Linked DNA regions of Mus musculus: regions 2 and 3 are each linked to region 1. Evidence: chromatin contacts called from public HiChIP or PLAC-seq and capture Hi-C data. All regions are on one chromosome and are shown on one strand. Each heading gives the region's core, a stretch centred on a gene start, on an enhancer-like site or on the middle of the called end of the contact. The rest is flanking DNA. Distances are from core to core; before and after follow the strand shown.

Region 1 (3,447 bases), core at 301-2,800:
GCCATGTGACCGTGACCTCAAATCCACAAAAGATAGTAAGATTAAATAAACAATTCAGAGACTCTTTGAAGGACCCAAAGGAGTTACCTGTGGCCGGTAGCACATGTCTAGGGTCCCAGCTTTTTTGAAAGCTGAGGCCCAAGCATCACTTGAATTAGGAGTTCAAAGCAGCCCAGACAACACAGTAAGATCCTATCTACACAGCATGAGCTCATCGCAAAGTCAAAGTTGTACAACCAGCACCAGGACAATGATCCAAAGGAGTCAGCCATCATGAAATGTTTTGCTGTGTTATTAAATTTTTAAAAGCTAGGCATGGGATTATATGCCTGTAATTTTGAAACTCTGGAAGCAGAGGCAGGAAGTTTGTAATTTTGAGGGCAGTGTGGGCTACATGCAACACTTGGTCTCAAAACAATTTTAATTTGTACACTCATACCCATACTGGTATTATTCATAATAGCTGAGAGAGAGAAACATCCCAAGAAACTCTGATATGTAAATGAATATGTGAATAGATAGATAACTTCATAGGATTAAGAAAAGAATCCTACTGTGTGCTCAAGTCTATAATGACCCTAGCATGAAGGAGGCCCCCTAGAGTTGTGTGATGTATTTCAGTCACAGTGTCTCTAAGAATCCCCAAGAGAGACCAACACAAAATGCTCAGGCCCCAGCTGGCTCTTCAGGTAGTCCAGAGTGTGGTGGCCCAGAAAATGAGGAAAGAGGAGACTTTTTGTTTTGGTAAGACACGAACAATTTGGACAACACAGGTTGTAGCAGCGGTGGCTGCGGGGGAGGCATCAAAGTTAATACAGCAAAGCCACAGGAGCCCAGCTGGCAACTCTGAAGGGAGCTTTGAGTCACAGTGGTGGGGGTGTTGTGTCAGGAAGGACAGGCGAGCTGCTGTTGCTGCTAGGCTGCGGCCACAGATAAACAGGTTGTCACGTGAACCTCCAACAGGGCCTCTACTCAGAAGTGATTTTCCTACTGTTTGGGAACACCTAGGTTTCTAATTGCTCCTTTAATCACTTAGAGACAATTAGAAGTGCAGTGAATCTGCAGCGCCCTTGGGTTCCAACCTCTCATTCTCAGATTAGACAACAGCGCTGTAAAGACTTCATATGCCGCACACTGCCACACTCGAGCAGACGCTTGGCTTTGATCTGCGGGGCCTCTGTGGATGGAGAGGGACCTCAGAGTGGAAAGGGCACCTGAGAGGGAAGCCAGAAGATTCCAGAGGCAAGAGGCCCCATATCACAGTTAAGGTAGTTTCTCCTTTCCCATGAGCGCTATGTTCCGCTCCAGGAAGGGGCTCCTGAGGAGGTGACATATCTTCCTATAAAGGACTCGGGAAAGTCTTTCTAGAGGGAAGGACTTGAGCAGGTTTTGAAGGGTGAATAAGAGTTAGGCAAGAGGAAAGAATAGTAAACTCTGAGATTCTGGGTGCTCAAGGTAGAGTCTAGAGAGGGGGTACCAGGAACACTGTGTCTGGTATCCTACAGGAGGGCCCTAGGCCAGGCTGAAGAGCCGCGTTGCCTCCAGTCGCACACAAAGCCGACCAAGGAGCCGTAAGCAGCCTGTGGAAAAGGATTCTGTGTTGAGGGGGAGACGCCTCATACAGGGCAAGTGGCAGTGGGAGAGAGTGGGGGTGGGGACACCAGGGAGGTAGGTGGCTGTTGCAATCCCTAGGCTGTGTCTCATGAGTGAGAGAACTTGCCAGGACAAGCCAGGCAGGGGGTGGGGATGCTCAGCCTCATCTTCTGCATCCATCTGTCCCTTCGCTCACAGGGGGCCTCCTCCCCCACGCCAGCAGAATTTGTGATGTTCTGCAGCCATGGCCAAGGCTCAGAAAGGCCTGTGATGAGTACCACCAAGGTCCGGGGGCGGGGTGGGGTGGGGTGGGGGGAAGCTACCTGCTCTTTTGTGTAACTACAGCACACACATGCGCCATAGTTAAAAGGTTAAACGAGTGGGCAGAGATGCTTCCAGTCAGGGTCATTTTACATCATGAAATTCTAGCTGGAAGTAGATAAAAGGACACTCTAAAGTTGCATTAAATGTGGGCATTTGCCCCCCAAAGATGCCTTCCTCCATCACAGATCATGCTGCTAAGCATGTTAGAAGGAGCTAAAGCTGGGTCTGACTTCCATGGATCCAGGCAAAGGACCTGTGGCTGGAGCATCGACCTGATTCCAGGTGCCAAGCTGATGTGTTCAGTTCTTGGCTTTAGGGCTAATGGAACACTGGCTTCAAGCCGTTGAGGCTATGAGGGGAGTTCTATCTTCTAGACCTCCATCTTGGCAAAGTGCTGTGCTCAGCCAATGAGGAGGGAAGCTGGAGGCTTCTCCCTGGAATATAAGCTTGGGGTGTAGATGCTTGTGAGCCACGAGGCATGGGTACTGGGAACTGAGCTCAAGAAGGGCAGTACTTGCTTTTAACGGCGCTTTGTTGCTAAGAGTTAAAAATTGGGTAAAGAAAAGACTTAGGGCAAGGCCAACTGAAAAATTTGTCAATGGTCTGGAATAAAGATAGCTTCATGGCAGAGTGCTTGCTTGGCATGAGTCAGTCCTCAGCACAGAGGAAAAGATGATAACACATTGGGTAAATGCGCCCACCTGCCTCCCAAGCCTGAGGGGCTAAGCTGGATCCACAGAACACGGCTGGGAAGGAGAGAAGCGACTCCTGAAGAGGTCCTCTTCCCTCTACGTGTTCTCCATAACACATGCATGCCCACGTTCACTGCCCCCCACAACCAAAAATAATAATAATAAATAATTTAAAATTTTTATTAAGACATATTAATGAGTTAGGCATAGTGGCATGTGCCTTTCTTTAATCCACTCAGGAGGCAGAGGCCTGAGGATCTCTGGGATTTTGAGGGCAGCTACAGAGCAAGTTCCAGGACAGCCAGAGCTACATAGAGAGACTTTGTATTTAAAAAAGAAAAAAGGGCATATTAATGACTCACCAGATTGCTGTAATGTCATGCCTTGACTAGAGAAAAGAGGTAATAATAATAATAATAATAATAATAACAGCTATTATTTTTCCAAGCTCTTTAAACTTATATAAGCTACTTAATCTTCATCAAAATTGGTAAAATTATCCTTATTTTACAAAAGATTAAATTGAGAAGTTCATTGTGTCACAAAATCAAGAGAATGGAAAGGACCTGAAAAATATATACTATATGGCATCCCACTGTCTCTTGGGAATTAAAAAGAAAGAAAGAAAAAGTGAGAGAGAGAGAGAGAGAGAGAGAGAGAGAGAGAGAGAGAGAGAGAGAGAGAGAGAGAGAGCAACAACAGCAACAACAACGAACCAATTGCACGCTATTATAACCTGTGCAATGCCTCCCATGGTGGCTGGCTTTATGATTGATGGAGAGGTGTAAGAAGTTACTTTAAGGTTTTACAGATACTTCACTGGGAACTAAGAATCAGA
Region 2 (3,413 bases), core at 837-3,336, 520 kb before region 1:
ATAATTTGAAAGTATGCTAGAAAATCCTAGACCAACATACCGAGTTTACAGATGAAGAGACCAAGACTCAGGCTATCCAGGACCCGTTTTGCCAGTTATTGTTAAGTCTAAAATCAGGGCAAATGGCTGAGGTGCCTGTTAAACACATCAAAGCAGACCAGGCCTCCAGATTCTCCCAGCATCTCCTGAGTTTTACAGGGTATGGCTGGCATGCCCCGCCCCCTTCCTGAGCTCTCTGCTTCCTTTTACCTACCCTTTACCCTCCTGGCCTCTTGGTCTCTGGTTCTCCCCTTTCTCTTCTCCTCACATGGCCTGGTTCAGGGTCATGGCCACTTTGAACTCTCCTAGATGGTTCTGCCTCTGGCTATGATCATCCTTGTTCTACAATAAACCTTCACCACCATACCTAGGAGCAGTCATGCCCTCTGTTCTTATTATTAATTTTTTATTCAATCATGACTTACAGATTGATAGATTTTGGTTTGTTGTATGTATCGTATAAGTTATTTTCGATTTTGTAAATGCTACTTTAAGTAAAATTTAAAATACTAAATAGAAGGCACATACTTCATAATATCTCTATAATAAAAGCAACTGAGAGTCTTATGTATTATTCAGCTTCAGGTATTATTTTTTAATGTTAAAATCGCAGCTTTCATTCTAACGTGATCACTAGAGTGAACAAAAGTTTGTAGTTGTTTTGCATGGCCTATGAAGTGATGAGCACCAGGTTTGTAACCACCTTGGAAATGTCCTGAGCAAGGGAGGGCTCATACAAGTCGCACACCCACAATGGACAGTTCACCCCATGCCTTTCAGCTCTGTAACGCCATGGAGCACTGTGCGCACTCAGCAGTCACTCCACTTGAAAGTTTGAATTTTGAGCTTTTGCTGGGCTAGCAATTGGTGGGAAGATACTCTTGGTGTAGAATGGCCAGAAGTAAGCCACTGGCCTGTCGGCTGTGAAGTCAGAAGGTTAAACAGCAGTGGTCTATGTTACACTGTGTATATTTCCTCTGAGAACATTTCTCCCTTCCACTGTGTTTATCAGGATAGAACTTGATTGCTAATTGAATAGAGTCTATTTTGTATTGTGTTGACTGATGTCAGTTTAGAAATACTGCACTTGATATTAAAATACTTAAAACATTTTGTAGATTGTATTCTGAGATATTTTGAAAAAATTCTTGTACATGTCTGTGAGAATTCATTTTGATTTTTAGTGGAGTTGTAAGTACCTGTGAGAGTATATATTACCATATAGAGAACGGTTCAGTTCAATAACTAATGAGCATTAGAAAGTAATGGAAACACCACACATCTGAAATCTACCATAGCACTTAGCAGTCTCTAGAGTTAGAACAGGGAGTCATGGGTTTCAGTGGAGAAAAAGGCCTTTTGCCTTAGATGGTGCATGCTACAACTTCAGGTCCAGACTGACAAGCCTGACCCAGTGTCTACAGTTAAGGGAGAATTTCTACCATAAGATATACTAAAATCCTGTCTGTGCATTTTATAAAGAGAAGATAAAAAGTCTTATAATTGTTTTGCAGAAGAGAAAATTAGAAAAATTTGAGCTTTGCAAAATCCTGAAAACTTTTTAAAACAGTCATGCGTTTTACATAGAATATAGATATGAAGAATATGAGCAGAATATCCTGAGTGAGGTAACCACCCCTTGTGAATATTCAGTGGCAGTTTCACCTGTTGCTATCATTATACTCAGACAGTTTAAATGATAGTAACTGCATTATTCAACAGCTGATTAGTAAGTAGCTATTTATAGATAGTGGTAAGGTTAAAGAGGAGAGGACTACACAAAGACTCACGTGACTTATTCTGTGGGTAAAAGGCAAGATAAGGTTTAATTTGCTGGGGGACAGTCAGCACTGTGAAGAGAAATAAAGTGAGTTCATGGCTGTGAGTGTGTTGGGGGCTTTCGAGGAGCCTTGTAAGGTTTAACTAAGACCAGGAGAGTTGTATCTGTTTTAAAGCAGTTGGCCTTTTGCTGGGGCAGTCTCTCAGCGAGCTACTAACTTAAGTTCTTGACTTAAGTTCTCACTACCGGATTCAGCTCCTTAGGCCTTCCGTTTCCTTCATCGTCTGCCTAGAAGTCCCGCCCCTGAACCCACATTCTAGTCCAAACCAGTCAGCAGCAACACAACTTTTGATGTCTCTTAGGGTTGGCCTTGGGCACTGAGCTGTTTGACCTTTCCAATGGCAGCTTTCTTCTTATCTTTTACATATAGAAAACCTGAGATGGGTCTGTAGAAATGACAATACCAAAATCCTGCCCCACTTAGCTCTTTTAACAATTGAAAACACAGGGACACACCTTCTTACCAGCCAGGTCTCTCGACTGAAGTTCAGGGGAGTTAAAGAGCACTCTCCTAAGGCTTTTCTAACCAGAAAGTGGTTTAGTTGCAGTCCCAAAGGCGAATATTTGGTGCGTTCCAAGGAGGACCAGCGAACCAGCACAGATGGAGTTCTGTGAGTGTCCAGCAAAGTAAAAAGGGAGTCAGAGAGCTTTTATATTATTTGGGTCTTTTTGTTGTTAAGTTTTTAAGACAACATTTTGCATTGTTGCTTTAGCTGGCCCATAACTCATTTTTGTAGCATAGGCTGGCTTCAAATTCATGATGTCCTCCTGCCTCTTTAATGCTTCATTTACAGGCATGAGCCGTCCTACCTGATTCTTGTTGTCCAACCAGTGTTTTCCAAAGTAATTTTGTTAGAACATTGGTTGTATGGAGCATTAAATAAAGCGAAGTTTCCATGGTTAAGTAAAGCTGGGAGAGTTAAATTAGGCCAGGCACACATTACATTCTGGTAAAGGCAGTTTGGAAAGCTCTGATCAGAATATTCTGAGTTTGAGCCTAGGATTCTGTCTCAAAACCAAGGAGAACTAGAGGGAGGGAGCTAGGAAGGAAGAGAAGAGCTGCGAAGGAAGGGGAAGTGGAAAGCAGCATTGTAGAAGAGGCTTCTTTCATGTAGCAGCTGTCCCTGGGCATCTCTGTGTTTGAGAATTTACAACATGTTTGACCCTTCAAAGGATATCTTATAAATGCATCGTACATGCTGTGGTAGACGCACCCTAGGTGGTACTAGAGACTAACTACAGGTTAGTACTGTATTTCCCAAAACTTGGTCTTGCACAGTGACTTTGCTTTTTCTTGGCAGCTCTTGGAGCCTGTTCTTCTATTTAAACATTCATCTTTTTTTCACGATTCCTTCCTTTTCTTTCTAAATATTTTCCAAGTATATTCTTCTCTATGATATTTAAATCCTGTGTGTGTGTGTGTGTGTGTGTGTGTGTGTGTGTGTGCGCGCGCTCGCGCCAAGGTCTTGTTCTCTAGTCCAGACTGCCTTTGAGATCTTCCTGCCTCAATCTCTCCAGTGCTGAGGCCAGACCT
Region 3 (3,487 bases), core at 93-2,592, 730 kb before region 1:
TGTAACAACAAGAGGTTTTTTAATGGCGGAGCTCCGGGTCGAAACGTATCTCACATAACAGGAGACAGTGGATTCGACCACGAGGCTTGGAAGCTAGGGGTTTTTATAGAAAAGGAGTGGGGCTGGGGGAGGAATTGGCGAGGTTTCACATGATTGGTCCATTTAAACATCAGCAGCCTGTAACATTTAACTTAGGTCAGAGGGGTGGGAGCTAGGGAGGCGATGGGCTTGCCCGGGCATGTCCTGGTCTGTTCTGCTATGTTCTCAGCCCCAGGTTTCAAAGCTCAGAAACAACTCTTTGGGCTATTTAACATACATTACATGAATTACAGTTTTATTTCCTTTCAGTAACAAGTTTAAATGATTTTATAGAATAACAAACAGACAAAAAGCCCCACAACCCCCCCATCCCCACCCCCACCCCCAAGGCAGCTCTGTTGTTCATGTCAGTGATGTGGCTGAATACTGAGGGCAGCCTGCAGTGGGTCCTTGCCTTCCATCTTGCTTGACAGGGTCTCTTGTTATTCACTGCTTCAGATGCCTGGGCCGGCTGGCTGTGGGCTTCTGGAGGCTTCTGTCTCTACCTCCTGTCTAGCCCCAGGGACACCGTGAGTTCGTACATGGGCTGTGGCATCAATGTCAGTGAGTTCTGGTCATCTGAATTCAGTCCTGATGTTTGTGAGGCAAACATTTTACCCACTCGAGCATCTCAGCTCTACAGTTCAAATTTAACAAGTAATATTTGACACAGGCTCTCTCTCGCTGATTAAGTAGGCAGGTAAGTGCCTTTCAGTAGCTGGGACCACAGACATATCTCACACTTTCAGCAAAATGTCTTTTTTTTTTAAAGACTGATTTTCATTATGCACATTGTCCAGCCTGGCCTTAAACTCCTGCCTCAGTCTCCTGAGTAGATTACAAGCATTTGTCAGAGGACCCCAACAAAATTTCTGTCTCCTTGAGTGTGCCCTTGCCCCAGCCTGCCCCTGCTGCCCTGGGTGTCCTGGAATTCTCTCTGTAGGCCCAAGTCCCCACACATGTGTGTGCTCCACCAGTGAACTGCTTACCCGTCCTGTTAAAGGTGTGCTTGGAGTAGAGACAGCTCATGTATCTGGCTCTGTCCCAAAGACAAGCTTCTGTTACCCTCTTGTTGTCTTGACATTCCTTTAGTTAAATCTAAAACCACCAGACCTCAGGGTGAAATATGAGCTGGTGGGACTGGCCTTGAGTTCCTTAAAGGGGCTTTTTCTTCTGTGGTGGAACTAAGAATCCACCTGATTACCTCATCACACTTTTTTGAAACTCCCAACTCCATTACTTAGAGAGGCCTCCCTGCCTTTAATCCCTGCACTTGGTGGCAAAGGCAGGCAGATCCAGGCTACCAAGGTTACAAAGTGAAAGGGGGTAAAGGGGAGGGGACAAGGAAGTGTCTGGGTGTGGTGACGCCCAGCTATAATCCCAACAATTAGAAAATAGAAGCAGGATGACCAGGGGTTCCAACAGACAGTTGTGAGCTGTCATGGTGAAACCCTGTCTCAAAAAATAAGGGCTACTTCAGTCCCCAATGTCACTGGGGGTGGGGTGGGGTGTGAAAACAGAAACAAATGCCCACCATGACGGCTGATTCCAGTCATCAACCTGACTGGATTGAGGGGTGCCCGGGATAGTTGGTAAATGACTTCTGGGGATGTTTACGAGAGTGTCCACATGGAACGGGTCGGGGGAAGCCTATGGATCCACAAACAGTATGCAAGCGCCTGCCCTGGAGTGAGTAGGTGTTATCTAGTCAGCTGGAGCAAGTAAGTAGACAGGACAGAGGGACACATGTCCTCCCCCTCTCGTTCTTCTTTCAAAAGCAGATGTGGTTGCTGCATCCCTTGGACCTGATTGCAGCCTCTTCAGCCTCTGACTCTGGGCCTCACACTATTGTTAGGAGTATTCTTGTCTTTCAGCCCCAGATGTAGGCCCTGTTCTAAGGCATCTTGTACTTAGCCACTAGTAGCTCCCCTTAGCTCTCCAGTTTGCAAATGGGCGTTATAGAATTTCATATAAGCCAATATAATAAACCCTCTCATAAAAAAATTAAATAAGAAGCACAATTTCTGAAAAATCACAAGTAAAACATTTTGAAAGACTATAACGTTTTCTACCTATATTTAATTAAAATCATATTCATTATAGAAAGGAATAAATGGAAATATAGTTTTATTGAGCTAGCACATAGTTTGGTGTGGTTTTGACAGGCTCTGGTTTTGTACATAGGCTGGTCTGGAGTGCTTGATCCTCCTGCTTCAGACTCTTGAGACCTGAGATTAAAAGTGGGCTGGAGAAATGGCTCAGTGGTTAAGAGCACTGGCTGCTCTTCCAGAGGACCCAGGTTCAATTCCCAGCACCCACATGGCAGCTCACAACTGTCTGTAACTCCAGTTCCCGGGGATCCAACACTATCACACAGACATACATGAAGCCAAAACACCAATGCACATAAAATTAAAATAAATCATTAAAAAAAAGTGTGTGTACCAAGACTGCATGGCCACATTGTACATAAATACATTTATTCCCCCTGGAAAAGTTGGTAGCTATTAAATGGTGTTGACATGTTGGCTTTTAGCAGGGGCAAGGAGTAGGGGGGAGACACAGTTTCCATTATACCCAGTTTATTTCTTGGGAATTGAGCAGAACAGCAATGTCGCTAGCCTTAAGAGATTTGTTAAATGAGCTGTTCTCAAAAAACTGTTTGCAGTCTCTACATCTGTTTCAAAACAAGGTCATCACACGGTCTGGAAAGCCCAGGTTGGTCTCCAGCTCCGCTCTAACTCATGACCCTCCTGCCTGCACCTCCCACGTGCTGGAATTTTAGGGGTGCACAGCCATGCCGGGTACCTTCCTCTTTCTCAACAATGTACAGTAGTTACATTAGACATAAGCATAGATCCTAATAACGTAAACTGGATTGGAGGTTGTAAACCGTAAAAAGACATGACCCTACCTTAGCGCATTGTCAAACCTTGTTTACCCTTTTATTAAAAATACAACCTATGTATTTATCAGATGAGCAACTGTTTATCGTACACAAGCAAAAGTGGCTGACTGGCCTCCTGTATGGCTCAAATGTATTTTAGCAAATTAGGTAAAATTGGTTTTAAAACACTGAGATGTTTTGCAGCCTGATTCTGGTTACTTGTTTAGAAGGCTGTGAGCTTCTGGTGGGCTTCTTGTTGAAGCAAGGACCCTACTTGGGAATTGTTAAATTGGTCTTGTGTTTAAATGGTGTCTTTTTCTGAGTTAAGAGTGAACTCCCTTCAAGACTGGGGATATAGCTCAATGGTAGAGGGCTAGCCTCCTACGAGCAAAGTCTCAGGTTTAATCCCCAGCACCTACCCCACCCAAAACATAAAGTCTTACTGATCTGAATTTTTTTACAAGCTCCTCATACATTTTTAATAATCCTACCACTTCTCTAATAATCTCACTGACTTTCACT

The links. HiChIP or PLAC-seq counts read pairs in DNA pulled down with a chosen protein or histone mark. Capture Hi-C pulls out chosen DNA fragments and counts their contacts.
Region 2: an H3K27ac HiChIP or PLAC-seq map of embryonic stem cells shows a contact between it and region 1, with 5 times the contacts expected there. The contact joins two enhancer-like sites. A contact is called at or near these places in 1 of 15 datasets of contacts at CTCF or cohesin (embryonic stem cells), 19 of 484 Hi-C or Micro-C datasets (cerebral cortex, cortical neurons, differentiating embryonic stem cells and 1 more), 5 of 115 datasets of contacts at active chromatin or transcription factors (all in embryonic stem cells) and 1 of 9 other capture datasets (embryonic stem cells).
Region 3: a capture Hi-C map of embryonic stem cells shows a contact between it and region 1, with 5 times the contacts expected there. The contact joins two enhancer-like sites. A contact is called at or near these places in 1 of 484 Hi-C or Micro-C datasets (bone marrow-derived macrophages), 2 of 115 datasets of contacts at active chromatin or transcription factors (both in embryonic stem cells) and 1 of 9 other capture datasets (embryonic stem cells).

The regions. Positions count from the first base shown.
Region 1 is chr2:59,531,979-59,535,425 of GRCm38.p6, reverse strand. No RefSeq gene overlaps it. Among named protein-coding and RNA genes, the nearest start is that of Gm39831, 22 kb to the right of the region's middle. Within about 2 kb of position 1,550, at least 31 of the 459 cell types and tissues checked have an H3K27ac peak or open chromatin away from gene starts, as enhancers often do. A contact at or near this core is called in embryonic stem cells, where this site is marked.
Region 2 is chr2:60,049,639-60,053,051 of GRCm38.p6, reverse strand. The region is part of intron 2 of Baz2b (bromodomain adjacent to zinc finger domain, 2B); the gene reads left to right. Among named protein-coding and RNA genes, the nearest start is that of Gm13572, 14 kb to the right of the region's middle. Within about 2 kb of position 2,086, at least 28 of the 459 cell types and tissues checked have an H3K27ac peak or open chromatin away from gene starts, as enhancers often do. A contact at or near this core is called in embryonic stem cells, where this site is marked.
Region 3 is chr2:60,265,451-60,268,937 of GRCm38.p6, reverse strand. All of the region lies in intron 2 of Cd302 (CD302 antigen), which reads left to right. Among named protein-coding and RNA genes, the nearest start is that of Cd302, 17 kb to the left of the region's middle. Within about 2 kb of position 1,342, at least 38 of the 459 cell types and tissues checked have an H3K27ac peak or open chromatin away from gene starts, as enhancers often do. A contact at or near this core is called in embryonic stem cells, where this site is marked.